Regions from separate parts of the Sus scrofa genome. Here regions 1, 2, 3, 4, 5 and 6 are each linked to region 7. Evidence: chromatin contacts called from public Hi-C and HiChIP or PLAC-seq data. All regions are on one chromosome and are shown on one strand. Each heading gives the region's core, a stretch centred on a gene start, on an enhancer-like site or on the middle of the called end of the contact. The rest is flanking DNA. Distances are from core to core; before and after follow the strand shown.

Region 1 (2,700 bases), core at 106-2,605, 290 kb after region 7:
GCCCCTAACTGGGGCTGCATCCCCCAAGCCCTCTCAGGTACCCCACCCCGACCCCCTATGGACACACAGGCCAGAGATATGGCAACCCACCCCAACATACACTCTAGGAGGAAATACTTACAGTAAAACAGAAGCCCTCTGTGTCTCAGCTGAGCTTGGGTTGGGCTCAAGAGTCTGAACGTGAACTCAAAGGCTTCCTAGTCATGGTGTGGGATGGCTTAGGACGTGTTTCTGCAGGCCTTTTGGCTGCACAAGGAGGTTCTGTATGACCTCACCCAGCTGAGCACGTGCTCGTGTCATATCCTCAGGAGCACCAGAAGCTCCTGGGGACACTGCCAGCGTCTGTCTCCTGGAGAAGAAAGCCTGTCATCCCAGCCCTTCCCTCTATACTTTGCCTCCCAAGATTTAGAGCTGTGTTTGCCTGAACATTCTGGGAGTTTGGCTGCCAAAAGATCTCATGGTGTTCAAAAACCTTTGTGAAGATTCTGGGTTGAACAATACTGAGTATTTTTTTTTTTTTTTGTCCTTTTGCCTTTTCTAGGGCCGCTCACGCAGCATGTATAGATTCCCAGCCTAGGGGTTGAATTGGAGCTGTAGCCGCCGGCCTACGCCAGAGCCACAGCTACGCAGGATCTGTGACCTACACCACAGCTCTCAGCAACGCCGGATCCCTAACCCACTGAGTGAGGCCAGGGATGGAACCCACAACCTCATGGTTCCTAGTCGGATTTGTTAACCACTGAGCCACGATGGGAACTCCAATACTAAGTATTTAGTTCCCTGCAGGTCTTCTCAAAGTCTCCAATGTTTTATAAGGGGGACTTGTGCATCCCCAGATTTGGTTATCCGGCTCTGGAAACCAATCCCATGCGAGTGCCAAGGGATAACTGCATTTATATTCCAAGTCTCCCAGAGAGGGTAAGAAGATGAACGGTTCATTTTTCACACTTATTTGGCCATGGCACTTCCTCGTGCCCCACTTCTTGCCAGTGTAGAGGCTTTGCCTCCACGGGAAGGGAGCTCAGCTGCGGGAGCCGCTGCTCAACTTTGTGGAGAAGATTCTGAAAGCAGCTAAACTTTATCCCCGACATTTTGGAGGGATTCCTAATTAGGGTCAGTAAAGCCCCAGTTGCATTTGCATGGTCCCAGTGTAATTCTGAGAAGCGCCCAACTTTTACTCTCCAAAGGGCGCCGTTTGAGGGAAAGAATTATGTGGTCACCCTGGCCATAGTCCACTGCAGAGCCCAGCCACTTGGCCTCCTGGAGCCCAAAGGGCAGCTATTGTTAGGCTTACTTCTGCTTCTGCCCATAACACAGTCTGATGTCACCCTTTGACTCACCACTTGCTCTCTGACAACCTTTGATATTTGCCAGTGGGTCCCGCATTCTTTCCCCTTTATTCAGCCACCATATTCAGCCTGGTGAATTGCCTCACCTTCTCAAAAACGGTTCTGCAAGAGAGGGTGACAGAAAATCAGTGCCCCTAAGACACGCAGACCTTTTGTGTTAGGTGTCCTTTCATGACGCGTGCCTTCAGTTGTGGCATTTCTGGACCGCCTCAGCTCATGAACTTTTGGACTCTGCGTCTGCTGGTCTACTGCTGAATTGTTTGTCTGTGCCATTCTTTCTCCTTCTTCCCTGGTCTCCTCTTATTCCTGCTGCTGAAACAGCCACCTTCCTGCTTTCAGATGCTCTGAAGGAATTCATGTTAGAAAATATCACGAAACCATTCTCATTTAGGGCAGGGAAGATATAAAATGAAAAAAGGCCAACCAGACAAAGCAGGAGCCAAGCAACTGATGAATTACAGAGATCACAGAATTTAATGAGAAAAATGAAAAAATGAGAAACTTTCTTAATTCTTTTTAAAGGGCAGTTAATGGACTATAAGTTTTTTTTTTTTGGTCTTTTGAGGGCCACACCCATGACATTTGGAGGCTCCCAGTTCAGGGTTGAATGGGAGCTGTAGCTGCCGGCTTATGCCACAGCCACAGCAACATGAGATTTGAGCCACATCTGCAACTTACACCACAGCTCACAGCAATGACAGATCCTGAACCCACTGAGAGAGGCCAGGGATCGAACCTGCATCCTCATGGATACCAGTCAGATTCATTTCTTTTTTTTTTTTTTTTTTTTTTTGTCTTTTTGCCATTTCTTGGGCCGCTCCCACGGCATTTGGAAGGTTCCCAGGCTAGGGGTCTAATCAGAGCTGTAGCTGCCAGCCTATGCCAGAGCCATAGCAATGCCAGATCCGAGCCGCGTCTGTGACCTACACCACAGCTCACGGCAATGCCGGATCCTTAACCCACTGAGCAAGGGCAGGGACCGAACCCTCAACCCCATGGTTCCTAGTCGGATTCGCCAACCACTGCGCCACGACGGGAACTCCCAGTCAGATTCATTTCTGCTGAGCCATGATGGAAACTCCTGGGCTATAAGATTTGATTTCAACTTTTATTTGTCTTTGAAAAAATATTTTTGTTGACAAATTTGTTTTTAAAATGTTAGTCTAGGAGTTCCTGTTGTGGCTCAGTGGTTAATGAATCCGACTAGGAACCATGAGGATGCGGGTTCGATCCCTAGCCTTGCTCAGTGGGTTGAAGATCCAGTGTTGCCGTGAGCTGTGGTGTAGGTTGCAGATGTGGCTCGGATCCTGCGTTGCTGTAACTCTGGCGTAGGCCAGCGTCTACAGCTCCG
Region 2 (2,757 bases), core at 109-2,608, 470 kb after region 7:
TGCAACTAATTGGGTATGTAGACATGTCAGAAGAATGTCCTTGTGGTCCCCTTCTCTCCTCCTGTAAATCACAGTTGGAGCAGGTGCTCCCTCCTGACGCTCAGATTAAGGAAGGTGCGCGGTTCTCCCACCTGCCAGGGTCTTGCACCATTTCCCACTGACCGCTAGCAAAAGACCCTCTGGGTTTACTTGAACATGGGTCAATTTCATGGGGGCACATTATTGGTAAAAGCGAGGTTTCCTGATGACGAGTGTGGAATGGGAGCCCCGAGAATAGAGAAGGCTGCCTTCAACACATGACTCTGTTTTGGTTGCCACCACCCCTGTCTATCACAGGTGGTTGAGTCCCAGTAAGGAGTCCTGGACCGGGGGTCCTTTTTCTGGCCATGCCCTCGGCATGCAGAAGTTCTCGGGCCAGGGAACGAACCTGCACCACGGCAGGGATAACGCCAGATCCTTAATCCACTAGGCCACCAGGGGACTCTTGAGGTGGGGTTCCCTGCTCTGCTGTCTTGCCTTTTGGAGGCTCAATTTCCCCACCGAGAAACTGAGACAACACCTTTGAGCCAGGGTCTGGTGCTCATGCATTAGCTGAGCTGGCCGCCGACACCCCTTGGCTGTGGCCCAGAGCTCAGCGGTGGTGAGCAGCCATCTGCAGGGGGTGGAAGAAAAACAGGAATGCCCCCCACCCCTCTGCCACCCACGCCCAGTGCAAACAGTCCTCACCCCTTACAAGCAAGTAATTAGATGTTCCCAGGGTGGCCTGTAAATTGCTAACTTCTCTCTTTGGGAGGTAAGACAGGAAAGAGATTGCTACCGAAAATTTCTCTATTTTTCTGTCTGTGGATGAGTGCATTTTGAGAGATAGCCTCTGTGTGTGTGTGTGTGTGTGTGTGTGTGTGTACCAGCACCCTCCTCTCCAGCCCATGACTTACACAACTGGGTATTTACACACCAGATGATCCCTGCAGGAAAAGGCAAGTCCCCAGCTGCTGTGGAATTTTAAGAGATCTCCCTGGAATGCCCTTCTGGGATGTCTGGTTCTAATTGCCTCCGTCAGCCAGTGCTGGCGAGCTGGCAGAAGCAATGAGAGGTGAAATTAAACAGATTCCAGTTCACATCAGACCCCCAGCCTTGCCAGAGCTCCCCCACCTTCCCATCCCAGGGCTGGAAAATGATGGTGGGCATGCTGGAAAGAACTCTAGACTGGAAATTGGAAGGCCCAGATTCTTGTCCCTGTGCTGCCACTGCCACCCTGCCCTGGGTGGCTTTGGACCCAGCGTTTCCCTTCTCCAGCCTCCATCTTCCTCATTTGCTGAATGAGTGGTGAGGACCACTGGCTGGTCTCCAAGGCCTCTTCCCAGCCTCAGATTCAGGGACAGTAATGTCAAGTTCTCGCTGCAGAGTCGAGCGGCGGGGAGGGGGCTGGACTTTCTTCTGAACTTTAAAACCGGATGCTCTGCATTTTTAGATCTTTACGAAGAACAGGGGAAAGAGAGAGGATCTCGTTCCCACCCATTATAACCCAGCCCCAGCCCCAGCCCCATTCTTTCCTTGCTCCTTGGCTCTGGGTCGGGATGGTGGAACCCCAGCCAGAGAGGAGACGGGCATCTGCAGTTCCCTAGTGCCCCCTATAGGCCCAAAGGACAATCGCGCTGAAATGGGAGTTGTCCCCGGGGCCACCTGCACCTCAGCCCCCCAGGCTTCTTCTACTGCAAAGCCTCAGGTTTTAGAAGCAGAAGATTCAAAGAGTCCCCTAAGTTGTGGGGAATTTATCTTTTTAGCCTACTGTTTTGAGGTTCAGATTAAAGCCATTGGACTAAAAGTCATAACAGGCTGGGGCCGAACCCCCTGTAGGTTTCCTATGGTGCATATAAGAGCAGCAGGAGTACCAAGCACCAAATACTGAAGGCTTCTGGTTCATACTCTGCTCTTACTCACCCCTCCCTGCCAGCACCCTCACCCCTAACCCTACAGTGGATGCTTGCACATCTCCAGTGCCAAGGAGCTCACTACTTTCCCAATCTGCCTATATATCTGGCAGGGATTCTGTATGATTAGTAACAGAGCCCAAATCACAAATCTGACTTCATCAAACTAGGGGTTTATTTGCTCACCTGAAAGATACCTGCAGAGAGCAGCAGGTCCACAAAATCACTGGGAGCTAGATTTCCTTCCAGATTCTTCCTTAGTCATCCTTCTAGCATGACTGCTTCATGGGCCTTGTGGGCCTAGATGATTGCTTATGTTCTCACCGTCACCTCTGCACCCAGAGAGGAAGAGGTGGGAGGGCAAGGGGCCCGGGGTCCCTTCCCACTTGGTCAGCCCCCCTTGAAGACCCATCTAATGCCTTGTGCTTGCATCTTCTGGGCCACTCCAGCTGCAGGGGTGCTTGGGAATGTAGTTTCATGGACCCTTCCCATAAAATCAGGGCCTGATCCCAAGGGACGAGGGAGAATGGACACTGGGTCCTCCAGAGCAAATGGCCGTACAGCCAGTGCCGGTGGAGAGAAGCTGTGAAGGGTTGTGCGGCACTGCAGCTGTCTCTTGAGCACACGAATCTCCCTCTGACTGCAGAGAGGACAGGAGCAAGCGTGCTGGCTCAGTGGGCGTACTCACATGCCCAGAGGGAACGCTCCACTCCCCACACTGGACCAGCTTCCTGCCAAGTCGGTGGAGAGAGAGATGGTATCTGCCACGATCCATCACTCTTTCCCCGTGACGATGCCAAGCAAGTAAAACCTCCCACTTCCTCTG
Region 3 (2,700 bases), core at 177-2,676, 420 kb after region 7:
CCCACCTCCTTTATCACTTGACTCTGGCTAAGAAAAGAAAGAGAAGAAAAGTAGGTTTGTTTAGGGGGAGCTCATTTCTGAAGACAACAGGGAGAACAGGGCTTGAAACAAGGGGAGGCTGCCTGTGGGGTCAATAGTTAACCAGTCAGATTAATAAATGCTAGAAGGAGGAAGCAGGCAGTGAGGAAAGAAGCAAGAAAAAAATATCTCCCTGTAGTTCAAAAGCCAACTAAAGTTTACCAGGATCTGTGACCTGTGGTTAAAATGTCCCAGAGGCCAGCTCTCATCTGATCCCCACCTGAAGTGCTGCTGCCTTTCAACAGGCCCACCTGACTCTGCTCTTGGGCTCAGCAGCCCCACAATGACCCATGTCTCACCAGTCACATGGAACTCATTTTCCTGCGCTCCCCCTCCTCTGCCCCCATCACAGCTCCTACCCAATATTTAGAATCAGATAGAGAACTCTGGGCCAGGTGAGAATTTCCGGCTGCTGGGAATCAGGATAGCTGGGCCACCCTGGCCTCTGCCCTGACTTGCTCTGTGAGTTTTGGCAAAATGCTTGCCTTGTCTGGGCCGCAGTTTCCTTGCTGGTGAAATGACAGTGTTGGCCTAAGGCAGTGGCCAACTTTTTCTCTCAAAGGTCAAATAGTAACAACTTTAGGCTTGTGGGCCATACACACAGTTGGTGTCTGTCTCAACTACCCAACGCTGCCAGGTAGCATGACAGCAGCCGTCAACCACATGCAAATGAGTGGGCGTGGCTGTGTCCTAATAAAGCTTTATTTGCAAAAAGAGGCTGTAAACATATCTGGCCAGTAGGTTGTAGCTTGTGGAGCCCTGGATTAGACAGATCTCTAAGGAGCTTTGCAACACACCAATGTCATTTAACCCTGGATTCTTTTACAGAGAGCGACTTCAGGTCCAGAGATGCTAAATGACACTGCCCAAGCCACCAAGCAGTTAGTGGCAGAGCTGGAGTGAGAAGCCAAGTCTCCTGGCTCTAGTCCACTCTGGCTCTCAATTTTCCCAAGGGCAAAACACAGGCTGTTTTTGGCATGCAGGGTTTGGGAGCTGCCCTCCCTCCCGAAATTACCAGGTGGGGGAGAGGAGAGGAAGGGGGAGGAGGACGGTGGGAGGGTGGGGTAGGAAGCATCCTCTCTGCCTGTTTCAGCGAGGGCCCCAGACGGAATTCAATGAGCTAAGGGACACAACAGAAAGATGGGGGCCCTGCAGAGGCTATTATGCCGTCCGTTTTGAATCGGGGGGAACTTCGGTGTAGGACAGGCGAGTCCCTGCATATTCTGTGTCATAACCTCGTGCTTCCGAATCTGCGCATGTCGACCTCTTTTTCACCCAGATGGTGCTGTGGGGAGGAAGGCCCCACCAGTGTGAGCTCTTCCTGTGTGTCTAAATGTCCCAACACAGGGGCTCCTCCCAGGAGATGGGCTCCAGGGCCTGCTCTTCCTGGGGCAGAAGCGTGGCTGACCCCACACGGCTGTTTATTGTTACACTTCTGTGACACGCTTCCCTTCAAACAGCCTCGTGTAAATTTGTTTGGGACTTGCTGTTCCCTGGCTGAAGACCCAGAAGCTTTTACGATGTTAATCTGTTTTCCTCCTTGCCCCCAGCCTTTGCTCTCCAGAGGGGAGAGGCCGTGGATAAGGTCCAAGGGGGTGGGGTGACACTTCTTTCTCTCCGAATCTCAGAGGCTCCGCAGTCCGGCCAGTGGGACTCTCTTTCCTACATTCCTCCCTCCGCTCCCTTCGTGGACCCTCCACGGGACCCTGGCTGTGGGTTGGGGAGCAACAAAACTCCCCCCTCCCAACCACCACCTCTGTGACTTCTAAAAGCAAGGCCGTATGTTCTGTCCACAAGCACGGAGCTCCAAGGAGCAGCCCCAGTGCTCTTTGTGGTGTTAGGATTCTGTAGCAAGATTTGCACGAAGAAAATGAAGCTTGGGAACCAGTGTGCTACAGGGATTTTCTTGCCAGACAAAGAAATAAAATGTTCAGAATTGGTCTCAGCAAGAGCCTGGATTGGGGGGTGGTTCTGGGGAGCCACACACAAAGGCCTCCCCCAGGAAGATATAGGAGGTTCATGGTCAGCCCCAGTGTCTAGCTGCACGATCAGCTGAAGAAGATCTCTACCTGAAGTCTTAGACCTTTGCACTAAATTTGGAGGCTGTTAAAGGTATGACTATAGGGTGCCTCCTATTCAGAACACCCCAGCCCACCATCACATGCCTTAAGATGAACAGTGATGGTCAGAGTCTGAGTTCTCAGGATGGCCGCTTCTCTGGCCTTCTTGCCCGCTGTTCCCACCCACAGCCCCCACCAAACACCCCCCACCACCCCTGCCAAACACAACTGCAGCAGTCCCTGACCTGCTTCTGTTTTTTAGCACCTGCCTTTGCTATGCTGCCCTCTTCTTTGAAAGCCATCCCCACTCTGGGCTGGTCCCATTAGTCCTTCAGCTTCCAAAGCTTACGGTTCTTACCAGCCCCCTATTTATATTTGTGCCCCAGTGCCCTACAAGACAGTGCTGTCCTTCAGGGTAGGGACTTTATCCAATTTATTAACTATATCCCCATTTCCTCCTATAATCTTTGGGGAAATCGTTGAAGGAGTGAGCAGATGAGTGAGTGAGTGCCCATGCAAGGATTGCCAGTTCATGAGACAGGTAAATAGTGGTCCTCCTGAA
Region 4 (2,700 bases), core at 84-2,583, 310 kb after region 7:
GTGCCCAAATAACTGAAAGATGACAGAGCAATCGAATGACAAATACTACAGGAAAAGAACACACAGGAGAGCAAAGGTGAGAGAGAGGACTTCTTGCAGGAGAATCAAAGAAGTGTTCATGGCAGTGGTGGGGATTAAGGGGTGGGTCTAGGCACTAGAAGGTTAACAATCCAGCAGGATTTGGGTACTTTGATTGAATCAGAGACCCTGGGCTAAAAGGTGGAGAAAGCTCTCTTCACTGTGCCTGCAAGGGCAACAAGCCTACCACGAGATAGAGGTGATACTTACTGATCAAGTCAGGTCTTGTTACAACAATGGGACAGGACCACCCCACATATTGGGAGTTGTCCGCAATGGATTGCGGGGGGGGGGGCATTGCATCCACTCACTATATGCACAAGTTCCTAGGCAAGGGATTGAACCTGCACCACAGCAGTGACAATGCCAGGTCCTTAGCTTGCGGAACCACCAGGGAACTCCTGGAATAGCTTTGGTACCAAACGGCTCCCTTGCAGAGGCTCCACCCTCTTTCTGTGTAGAGGTTTGGGTGGTAGGGCTTGCACCTTTGCTGGAAGGGGTTAACATGCATGCTTCTCAGGAATGGAGTAAAGCCAGATTATCTGGCACTTGGAGAGGTGCAGGTAGATTCTTGGCTCAGGAAGCTTCGGGGGTGTATTTATAGAATGCTGTTTCTTTTGAGAGAGCACAAAGGAATGACAGGAGGAGGAAGAGTGATTGGACAGCAACACAGTACTCAAGGCTCTCAGCCAGCCCCTTTGAGTTATTCCAATGTACAGTGCGCTCTCCTGCTTCAAGTTATGAGCAGCTGACTTGAATTAAAAAACAGTCCCTCCTTTGCTGGGACCTGGCCTGCCAAATTCTCAGCTGGAGTGAGTTTTTATGGCTGCGTTATAAACCCCCGAAAAGTGAGGCATATAATGGAAACATTGACATAACTTGAACTCCAAGGAGCGGCTTGTGCCACTCTAATTATCCTTACGTTCCATTGGCCCGTTTCTCTCCCTCCGCTGGCGGGACCTGCTGCAGAGCCTCTGCCTAACGGTCCAGGGGGCTGGAGGATGGAAGCTGGGCTTTGCTGGGGATAATGAGACAGTGTCTGCTGGTGGGAAGCCCGTTGTTCCATACATACGAGCCCCTCCCGTCTCCCTTCCTTCCCTTGTTCTCCCCCTGCATTGCCTCCCCCAACCCTTCCCCCCACCCCAAAGGCAGAACAGTTCAGTTGGTTGTAAAAATTAATGAGTTCAGATACAGACTTGCCTTATTCCGGTCCAGCTGCGTAACCAGGGCGATTCCGACCAGCATTCTAGACGCTGACATCAGCTCCACACCCCGGTACAATGCTGCTCTGTTTGATCTCAGAAACAGATCAGGCTCCTGGGCTTTATACATCCTGCTTCCTCCCTTCGTAGACTCATTTTATTACCCACCGGGAGAGCTCATCTCACTGCTCTCCCTCTGGGCAGCTAATACCCGCGGATCAGGCCCTAGGGCTGACTCTTCTTTTACCCACTGGACACTTTGATCCGGTCTTCCCGGTCTGCTGCAAAGATCTCCCCACCCCCACCCCCCAGGCGTTGACAACTGGTGGAGGATGAGAGTGATAATGATTTCACCACCTTCTCCTGGCACAGGACTTCATGATTTGCCATGCACTTCCACGATCTTGTCCATGTGGCCCAGGACCACCCTGGCTGATGGAGGTGGGACACCCATTTTACAGATGAAGAGGGTCTGGGAGAGCTGGTGAGTGATGAGAAGGGGAACATCACCGAGTCCTTGACTCCTCTGCCCGGCTCATTCCCTGGACTCCAGGAGTTTACATGAGGCAAGGCCGACTGAGTTTCTGTCCATGGGCAGAGCTGGAAGGAAGCTCTGTGGACCCACTTTCTGTCATGCTAAAGGACAGGGTTAGTGACAAATCCACAATAGGCCCTTCAAAATGTGTGCGAGTTCCCGCTCTGGTGCAACAGGATTGGCAGCGTCTCTGCAATGCTGGGATGCAGGTTTGATCCCCGGCCGGGCACAGTGGGTTAAGGATCTGGCATTGCCACAGCTGCAGTGTAGGTCACCACTGAGGCTCAAATCTGATCCCCGGCCTGGGAACTCCATATGCCTTAGGGCTGCTGAAAAAGAAAAAAAAAAAAGTGTCACTAATCTGTCCTGACCCACCCCTTCTGCAGAATGCTGCTTCCCCTTCCGCTGGTCCAAGAATGTTTATTTCCCAGGAGGACCAGACAGACCTCTTGCTGACAATGGTTCCAGAAGCGCCAACCCCAATGGTTGTAAACAGTTTAGGAGATTTTGGGAGAAGCTGCTAAAGTTATGACAAACCTCTTTAGAAATAAAATGTAGACGTATAAACCTTATTACACAGAGAGTTTCACTTCTGGAGTTTGGGGTAAATGGTTTAGCAAGTATGAATTGGGCAAAGCAGAGGTCAGTATCCGTTTCCTGTGGCTGCCATAGATTGGGTGGCTCAAACAGCAGGCATTATTCTCCCTCAGTTCTAGAGCCCAGAAGGCTGAAATCAATGGCCACGCATCCTCTAAGAATCTGGGGAGACTCCTTGGCTTTTCCCAGCTTCTGATGGTGGCCGGCCATCTTTGGCTTTGGTTGCAATGCCCCAGTCTCTGTCTCTGTCACACCTGGCTTCTCCCTGTCTTCTTGTGGCATTTTCTT
Region 5 (2,700 bases), core at 52-2,551, 360 kb after region 7:
CTAGGAGTCAGATTGGAGCTGCAGCTGCTGGTCCACACCACAGCCATGGCAACACCGCATTCCAGCCACATCTATGACCTACATCATAGCCTGTGGCAAGACCAGATCCTTAACCCACTGAGCAAAACCAGGGAATGAAACTGCATCCTTGCAGACTATGTCAGGTCTTTAACCTGCTGAGCCACAGTGGGAACTCCATGATAAACACATTTTAAATGTGAATTTCTGAACAGCCACCTCGGAAGTCTGTTTGGCAGTTTCTTTAAAAATTGAACATCCATCTACCCCATGGCCCACCAATTCTATTCCTAAGTATTTACTCTGGCGGAATGTATTTACATGACTTCTAGAGAGATATTCCTGGAAGTTTTTATTCATAATAGCTAAAAACTGGATACATCCCAGATGTCTGACTACAGGTGAATGGATGAACACCACATTACCGTATTTGCAGTACATCCATTTGATAAAATACTACTCAGAAAGAAAGAGAAAAAGGAATGTACTGTTGATGCATGCAACAACATGCATGAATTTCAGAACATACTGAGGGAAGGAAGCCAGACACAAAAGAGGGTACGTGATATGATTCCATGTGTATGAAGTTCTAGAATAGTGGCTCCCATCTGTGGTGGCAGAAACTGGATCAGTGGTTGATTGCTTCATGCTGCGTGTATGCATGTGCAGGGGCATTGACTAGGAGAGGGCGTGAAGGACACTTCTGGGGGTCCTAGACATGCCCTGTGTCTTGACTGGGGTCTGAGACACATGAGTGTATTCGTTTGTCAAGTCTGATCAAGCACTTAAGATCTGATTTTACTGCATTGATGTTATACTTTAAAAAAAAAAATGTTTTAAAATGAATTTCTAGCTGAAGTTCCCGTTGTGGCGCAGTGGTTAACGGATCCACTAGGAACCATGGGGTTGCGGGTTCGATCCCTGGCCTTGTTCAGTGGGTTAAGGATCCGGCGTTGCTGTTAGCTGTGGTGTAGGTCGCAGACATGGCTTGGATCCCACGTTGCTGTGGCTCTGGCGTAGGCCAGTGGCTACAGCTCCGATTCGACCCCTAGCCTGGGAATCTCTATATGCTGCAGGAGTGGCCCTAGAAAAAGGCAAAAAGACAAAAAAAAAAAAAAAAAAAAAAAGAATTTCAAGCCACACATAGGAGGGTGCAGTATCAACATTCTGTCTGGTTGAGAAGAGAGTGCGTGAGCCTGCACTGGCAGGCCACTAGAATGCGTCTGCAGTGGCGTGTCCTGGAATCCGGAGCTTGGGAAAGTGCTGTCTGTTCCCGCTGTGTCGATGGCGGGGCCGGCCAGCTTCCTGTGCAGGCTGCCAGCGCCTAGCTGTCAGGCTGAGCCCAACCACAGCTGCTTTAATAGCACGTTGGGAGGGCCATTTTCTCCGGGCCCTGCAGCCACATCCCAAGGACCAGCCATACCCCCAGGCCCACTTCCCCACCTTGGATTTTTCTCACCAGACAACCTTCTTTTCCTCACTCTCAGGTACTTTCCTGGGCCCAGACTGCACTTGCTGCCACTCAAGCTTCATGGGTGATAAACTCTGGCTTTCTAATATTCCAGGACTGCTCCACGGAGCCATTGCGGCAATCCTTTCTTAAACGTTTTTTTTTTTAAACTGCCATTTGCGTTTTGTTCATATTTCCTGCCAGATTGTCAAATCAGGTTCTCTCCAGATGCCAACATCTGGTATTAAATTGCAAGTCTGAATAATCTTCCAAAACAATGTTTTCTAAGAGCCAGGCAACTTCTTTTGTTCACGTTCTTCATCTGCTCAAATTGTATCATGTTCTCGCCTTGATTTCTCTGCTGAAATATATCTTTTGAGAGGTCAAGTCTCACCTGTTTAAGACAGGCCTAACCCTGGCATCAGGCCACAGGTTGCTTGGAGAGTATGGGACCTTTTAGGGGTTTTTAGGTTCTCTTTTACCTTTTGATGTTTAAAAATTAATAAATCTCAAAGCAAACTCTCCATCGAATAAGCAGTGAATGAATTCAGCTTTTCCCTTATTCTGATGTTTATATTTTCAGTTGGAAAATGAAATCTCTAAGATGCCAGACATGTGGTATCCAGACACGTCTGCCTGTTGGAATCTGGAGCTAGAGGTGGTTACAGAACGTTTCAGCTGCATGCAGTGCGTGCTCCGCAGCTGGGAATATGTTCCCAGGACGGAGAGGACCCACAGCTCCAAGCTTGCTTCCTGTTGCTTCTTTTACCATTGTAGAGACCTCTGTTCTTCTCCTGTGGGGTCAGGAAGTGGGGAAGCCCAGGCACGCAGCCAGCTTGGGATGGAAGGGTAAGCACTTGCCAAGGGGACAGAGATGCATTTCGGGCCCTAGGGCTGTCACTCCCACCAGGAGGGGGGTGGGGGTGGTGAGCCCTCCTCTCCTGCCTTCTGCTATCTTAGGCCTTAGATTGGAGCCATTGGTTTCAACCTCAATGTCTTTTGTGGGGCGGCTGAGGGGGACGGGGGTTGGTGGGGGACGGGGGTTGGTGGGGGACATGGAAGAAATGTCCTAGAGAGTGGGCTCCTGACCACCTCCTGCTTCTTCTGCAATCAGAGCAAGTTCCACCTTTTTTTTTTTTTTTTTTGCTTTTTAGGGCCGCACTTGCAGCATATGGAGGTTCCCAGGCTAGGAATCTAATCAGAGCTACAGCTGCCAGCCTGCACCAGAGCCA
Region 6 (2,700 bases), core at 193-2,692, 390 kb after region 7:
TGTCCCCCTCCAAGGACACGGACAACGCTGAATTTCTGGGTCTGCCATGCTGAGAACCCAATCCTGTCCCATGCTGGCTCCACCAAGTGCCTGTCACTCTGAAGCCCTGAGGGAGCTGGCAACTGACTGTCCTAATGGGCCCTGTCTCCCAGTCGCCTTCTTTATCTGTAACAATACCACCATCAGGGTTGTACAAAAGATTAAATATCCGTACCTGGCATACGCAAGGCTGTATGCTGATTCTTTCCTCATCTTATGTAAATCCAGTGAGCAGCCTAGGCCAATGGATTATGGTCACTTTAAGGCCTGGAACCCTGCCTTTTGTTGCTCTGGTTTCTCTTGCTCAGGACCTGACCTTGCCCTTGGCGGTTGTCTTATCCATGCTGTGGCGTCTCACCACTTCAACTTCGGCCCACACATTAGTCATGCCTTCTAGGTGTTCCCTGAGCCACACAACAGCAGTTACACAATAGAGCAAATCAGACGCAGCAGCAGGGCACCAACTCTAGAGCTGCTACCTACTCATTGTGAGACTTGGTTCCAGTCAATCCCAGGTCTGGACTTTTCCTTCCCCATTTGTGAATTGAGAATATTGGGTTAGCTGCTCACATGCATGTAAATGAATTATTCCATCCATCTGCTCATTCAGCCACCCATCACCCCTCTGTCCATCCATCCATCCATCCCCACATCCATCCCCGTATCCATCTCCAGCACTGTCTCAGTGCCGTGTTAGGTATTGTGGTAGGAAGAGAGTCGAATGGCTGTGCCCCAGGCTTTGAGCCCCTCACACCGCAGTGAAGGAGACAGACCCACACACAACAGGGTGTACTCTCGGAAGGGACCAGCAGTGAGACAAGATGGCGCATAGGGTCACTCTCTAAGCAGTGACCGAATGCCCCCAGCCGCGGTTCTGCCCGGGTGTGGCGTCCAGAAAGTGGTCCCCTTCCGGAGGAGATCCCTCCCCTCCCCAGGGCATTAGTCAGCGTCCTGAAATGCCTGCCTCCCCATGGCCATCCCCTAGGTCCTCCTGCAGTGTAGCACAAAGGTCCTGTTGTGGACTGCAGCCCTGGCAGCGGCTGGAGCCTCGGGGTGACTCATCCTCTTGCCATTTCCTTTGTATGGCTCGCAGGCTCCTTGCTGGAAGCCTGGAAGCCTGTGCAGGGCTGCGAGGCCAGCGGGAGCCAGGGAGGGGGCTTGAGAGGGGCAACAGGAGGCCAGGGGAGCACTGGCCCCTGAACCAACACATTTTGATAAAAAATGAAGATTGACCAGGGAAGGGAAGGCATGGGTAGCTTGGGGAGTGACTTGGGCGGCCGGCCTGCTGGCGGCTCTTTGGTCCCAGGCCAGATGCATTGCCGGCAGCATCAGGACCTGTCTGTGCTGGAGGCATCCTCCCCTGCCTGGCTCAGGGCTCAGGCTGGCGTGGGGCCAGAGGCAGCCGCTGCTTAAGGAAGAGTGAAAAAAGCCAAAGAGCACGGCCCAGGGGCCTGAGACGTGTTCCTCTGCAGGCTAACTTCGTGACCTCCGGCAAGTGTTAGCAGTGGAATTTCAGGCATCTCTCCCAGCAGGTCCTAAGTCAAGGCTCTTTAGACCCTTCCTGGTCTGGCTCCTGACTCCTGCACTGGCTTTTATCTCTGCCCACCCACGTCTTAGCTTTACTCCAGCTGCTCTGCTCTGAACAACTTGTTCTGCCCTGAGCACCCCGCATTCTCCCTCACCTCCAGGTTTTGCACAAGCCGTTCCTGTGGCAAGGAGAGCCCTCTCCCGCCTCCTCAAGGGCAACTGGTTAGTCCTGTCTTTCAAGAGTCGGCTCAGGTGTCCCCTTCCACTGGAAGCTTCTCCCTGAAGTCCCCTATACGTGCTCCTCGTTTGCACTCCTGAGAACCTCAGCAGAGCCCTGTCAGAGGGCTTAGCACCCCTTAGTCTGCATCTCCTGCTCCTTTACATGAAGGAGGGCCCTGAGGTAGTGAGCAAATGAGTGCATGAAGGAATGAAGCGTTTGAGAAAAGAGAGAAATTGCATGGCACAGCAGTCCCCCCCGGGTAGGGACTAAGACAAACTCTACAGGGAGCCTAAGAAAATGGCTCTCATTCCGTCCTTGCTTTTACAATTTGTAGGCATCTCATGTGAAACTACAGATGCTATTGTGAGGTTATTGTCCTCGCGGGAGGAGGGCTCCATAGAGGCAAAGGAGGTGCACTGGGTGTCAGTATTCCGGGTTAAGGGCAGTTCACAGTTTGCAGTCCAACCACTGAAACAAAAATGCTGTAATGATGTTCCATCTCTGGCCAGGTCAGCAGGTGTCCCTGAGACCCATGCGGTGGGCAGCAGGAATAACCCACACACCCTCCTACAGTCCTTCAGGACAAGCGAAGCTTTTGCCACCCCTGGACTCATGGGATTTGAGTAGGAGGGGCGAAGATAATTTCTGCCCCTGTTTTAGAGATGAACACACGAAGCTTCAGGGAAACTTAGTCTTGCTTAATATCCCACAAAGAGTAAGTGGGAAGAAAGAACTCAGTCTTCCTTCAACCAATCATCAGAGGCTATGGGTGTCAAGCCCCATAAAAATAAAGAGGATGTAGTTCTTGTCATCAGGGAGCACCCAGGTTTGTCAGAGACCCAAGTAGAGAATGACAAATGCTACCTTCATTATAGGTACAAGACTTTGTTGTACTGGATTCATTTAGGGATGAC
Region 7 (2,704 bases), core at 7-2,506:
TTGTAATCATTGAGTCCAAAAGACAATTGCAGTCAGCTTGTCCAAACTCTCTCCTAAAGGAGGAATCTTCTCGAAGATGATCCTTTCCCCTTTTTCTCCTTTCGTCTTTTTCTCTCTTCTTCCTTCTTTCCACCTCTCTTTCCCTCCTGGGTTTTTTTTTTTTTTTTTTTTTTTTTCTTTTTAGGGCTGCACCATGGCACAGGGACGTTCCCAGGTTAAGGGTCAAATCGAAGCTGCAGCTGCCGGCCTACACCAGAGCCATAGCAACGTGGGATCCAAGCTGCATCTGTGACCTATACCACAGCTCACGGCAATGCCGGATCCTTAACCCGCTGAGCAAGGCTAGGGATCGAACCCGCAGCCTCATGGTTCCTAGTCAGGTTCGTTACTATTGAGAGGCAGTGGGAAGACCCCTCCCTGTTTTTTCTATCCGCCTTCACTCCTCTCTTCCACAAAGATTTGGAGCCTTTACTCTTAGGCAGGCACCGTGCTGGTTTGGTCCTCTGGCAGGAATGAAGACAGACAGCGACCCTCGCAGAGCTTAAAGTCTAGCAACAGGGTGCTCACTACTTAGGGGATGGCCTGTTCGGGGGTTTCATTTTCCCCTATTTAAACTGAATTCTGCCTCCGTAGAATGCTTGTCCTGACCTCTGGAGCTAGAGAGAACAAGTCTGACCCCGTTTCCTATGTCGCCGCCCTTGAAACGTGGGAAAATAAACATGGAACACTCTGAAAATATTCTCACTCTCCAGTTTCCACTTGTGAAGGGGAAGCTGATTCTCCGTGAAGCTAAATTCCTCAAGGGCATGGGGTCAGAGCCCGGGTGGGCTATCATCTGGGTGCGTGGCCCCGTTCCCAGTCCACCTGGGGCGGAGGGAAGCCATGTGCTGGAGGCTCTCACTGGGAAAGAGCGCAGGTGGCAGGGAGGTGGGCCCACATGAAGCAAGGGGGTCTGTCAGAGGGGGGGGCCTGCGAGGCGTGGTCTGGCCGCCTGCCCAGGACAAGCCTGAGCTCCCGGGTTTCTGGTCTGATTCACAGCTTCCTCCCTCCCCAAAGGAATCCCCTTTATAGCTCTCCAGGCCTGACCCCAGCGTCCCTGTGAATGTCATCTGACAGCTGCACGGAGCGCAGCCATGGCTCCTGCGCCGGGTGCCAGCTGGATGTGCTCGGCGGCCGGGGCCCTGGGAGCCACCGCTTGGGATGTCAGAGGAGCGCTGCCCTTCCGTCAGCAGGAAGCCCGGCCGCAAACACTTGGACAGGAAGCCCGGGCGCTGGCCAGCTGAGCCAGCTCTGGTTTCTTCTGCGTCTGAGGCTTTGGCCAAGCGTGGAGGGAGGCGAGCCAGGTGCCGCGGGCGGCACTGACAGCACGGGCGGGCTCCCCCTCGGCCAGCCGGGGATGTGGGTTGAAGGGCGTGAACGGAAAAGCATCATCGAGGCTGGGCCAGAAGAGGTGCTTCCTGGAGGAAGGGTGAGGGAGCAGGGAACACAGCGTCTAGCAGAGCTGAGCCAGCTGGCTGAGGCTCTGCAAAGACCCGCTTCCAGACACAAATGTGTTCCCTTGGGTTCAGACCTCCGGCATAAACTCAGATCAGATCCAATCTGCAGGCTGCCTCCACCTCCGGGAAAACACACTGTCATCTCCCGGGGCGGGGTGTCTGCATGTTCCCAGCATGAAAATGACTCCTCTCAAGGAGAGGCTCTTTTATAACCTACCAAGCTGCATTGTGAGGGAATTGATAGAAAATAGAATGTGGTCCGCTGGGGACAAAGGCAACTTTGCGTTCAGGGCTAAGAGTTTTGTTTCCAAGCGCTACGTGTGATTATCTTCAAGGCAGTCTGTGTGCATACAACCATCTGAAAGACCCCCAGGATTTGCAGAGCGCCTAAATTTTCTTTAAAATGATATTTATTTTTTCCATTATAGTGGTTTATAGTGGTTTATAGTGTTCTGTTGATTTTCCACTGTACGGCAAAGTGATCCAGTCACACATGCATATATACATTCTTTTTCTTATGTTATCCTCCATCATGCTCCATCATAAGTGAGTAGATACAGTTCCAGTGCTATACAGCAGGACAGAGTGCTTAAATTTTTGACCAGTCACTCAGAGATTTCCACCCCCCCACACACACACATCTGCCTTGCACAAGCTGATAGGCTGGTGAGGACCAGGAGGCGAGTAAATTTGTTCAAGGTCCTGCAGCTCAGCAACGGCAGAGCCAGAAACACTGCCATGACTTGTGATGCTCCAGAAAGAGAACTTGGATGATGACTCTCCACGTGCACAACTGTTTCTCTGTCTCCTACCTTATTCTGGACTGTATGCATTCAAGCACAGGCGCATGGGGGTGGGAGGGAGGGTGGAAGTTGGGGGAAGGGGGCTGGGAAGGGGTGTGTGAGCACTCTGGCTGGCGTGGGCTGCTAACATCTCATCATTTTGTCAAAGCCTGTTTTGAAAACCTCCTCCTGGGTAAAGCCTGCCCGTTGCTTTAGTCACTCTCCTTGGCATCAGCTGCCGCCCTACGCCACAGCCACAGCAATGCAGGATCTGAGCTGAGTCTGCCACCTACACCACAGCTCAGAGCAATGCCAGATCCTTAACCCACTGAGCAAGGCCAGGGATCGAACCTGCAACCTCATGGTTCCTAGTCGGATTCTTTTCCTCTGCACCACGATGGGGACTCTGCCTTGATGTTGTTCATA

Evidence for each region. Hi-C and Micro-C count contacts between places; a contact is called where the count stands out from the background. HiChIP or PLAC-seq counts read pairs in DNA pulled down with a chosen protein or histone mark.
Region 1: an H3K27ac HiChIP or PLAC-seq map of skeletal muscle shows a contact between it and region 7. The contact joins two enhancer-like sites. A contact is called at or near these places in 3 of 47 Hi-C or Micro-C datasets (embryonic fibroblasts, heart right ventricle and liver) and 1 of 2 datasets of contacts at active chromatin or transcription factors (skeletal muscle).
Region 2: a contact with region 7 is called in a Hi-C map of skeletal muscle, with 8 times the contacts expected there. The contact joins two enhancer-like sites. A contact is called at or near these places in 18 of 47 Hi-C or Micro-C datasets (brain, embryonic fibroblasts, epiblast stem cells and 11 more) and 2 of 2 datasets of contacts at active chromatin or transcription factors (alveolar macrophages and skeletal muscle).
Region 3: an H3K27ac HiChIP or PLAC-seq map of skeletal muscle shows a contact between it and region 7. The contact joins two enhancer-like sites. A contact is called at or near these places in 1 of 47 Hi-C or Micro-C datasets (skeletal muscle) and 1 of 2 datasets of contacts at active chromatin or transcription factors (skeletal muscle).
Region 4: an H3K27ac HiChIP or PLAC-seq map of skeletal muscle shows a contact between it and region 7. The contact joins two enhancer-like sites. A contact is called at or near these places in 2 of 47 Hi-C or Micro-C datasets (embryonic fibroblasts and liver) and 1 of 2 datasets of contacts at active chromatin or transcription factors (skeletal muscle).
Region 5: an H3K27ac HiChIP or PLAC-seq map of skeletal muscle shows a contact between it and region 7, with 4 times the contacts expected there. The contact joins two enhancer-like sites. A contact is called at or near these places in 2 of 2 datasets of contacts at active chromatin or transcription factors (alveolar macrophages and skeletal muscle).
Region 6: a contact with region 7 is called in an H3K27ac HiChIP or PLAC-seq map of skeletal muscle. The contact joins two enhancer-like sites. A contact is called at or near these places in 1 of 47 Hi-C or Micro-C datasets (embryonic fibroblasts) and 1 of 2 datasets of contacts at active chromatin or transcription factors (skeletal muscle).

What each region holds. Positions count from the first base shown.
Region 1 is chr13:130,972,681-130,975,380 of Sscrofa11.1, reverse strand. No RefSeq gene overlaps it. Among named protein-coding and RNA genes, the nearest start is that of HES1, 160 kb to the left of the region's middle. Within about 2 kb of position 1,355, at least 14 of the 83 cell types and tissues checked have an H3K27ac peak or open chromatin away from gene starts, as enhancers often do. A contact at or near this core is called in skeletal muscle, where this site is marked.
Region 2 is chr13:130,789,427-130,792,183 of Sscrofa11.1, reverse strand. No RefSeq gene overlaps it. Among named protein-coding and RNA genes, the nearest start is that of OPA1, 170 kb to the right of the region's middle. Within about 2 kb of position 1,358, at least 17 of the 83 cell types and tissues checked have an H3K27ac peak or open chromatin away from gene starts, as enhancers often do. A contact at or near this core is called in skeletal muscle, where this site is marked.
Region 3 is chr13:130,844,292-130,846,991 of Sscrofa11.1, reverse strand. No RefSeq gene overlaps it. Among named protein-coding and RNA genes, the nearest start is that of OPA1, 220 kb to the right of the region's middle. Within about 2 kb of position 1,426, at least 23 of the 83 cell types and tissues checked have an H3K27ac peak or open chromatin away from gene starts, as enhancers often do. A contact at or near this core is called in skeletal muscle, where this site is marked.
Region 4 is chr13:130,954,149-130,956,848 of Sscrofa11.1, reverse strand. No RefSeq gene overlaps it. Among named protein-coding and RNA genes, the nearest start is that of HES1, 180 kb to the left of the region's middle. Within about 2 kb of position 1,333, at least 16 of the 83 cell types and tissues checked have an H3K27ac peak or open chromatin away from gene starts, as enhancers often do. A contact at or near this core is called in skeletal muscle, where this site is marked.
Region 5 is chr13:130,903,837-130,906,536 of Sscrofa11.1, reverse strand. No RefSeq gene overlaps it. Among named protein-coding and RNA genes, the nearest start is that of HES1, 230 kb to the left of the region's middle. Within about 2 kb of position 1,301, at least 18 of the 83 cell types and tissues checked have an H3K27ac peak or open chromatin away from gene starts, as enhancers often do. A contact at or near this core is called in skeletal muscle, where this site is marked.
Region 6 is chr13:130,871,778-130,874,477 of Sscrofa11.1, reverse strand. No RefSeq gene overlaps it. Among named protein-coding and RNA genes, the nearest start is that of OPA1, 250 kb to the right of the region's middle. Within about 2 kb of position 1,442, at least 46 of the 83 cell types and tissues checked have an H3K27ac peak or open chromatin away from gene starts, as enhancers often do. A contact at or near this core is called in skeletal muscle, where this site is marked.
Region 7 is chr13:131,259,258-131,261,961 of Sscrofa11.1, reverse strand. All of the region lies in intron 1 of LOC110256390 (a long non-coding RNA gene), which reads left to right. Among named protein-coding and RNA genes, the nearest start is that of CPN2, 77 kb to the left of the region's middle. Within about 2 kb of position 1,256, at least 46 of the 83 cell types and tissues checked have an H3K27ac peak or open chromatin away from gene starts, as enhancers often do. A contact at or near this core is called in skeletal muscle, where this site is marked.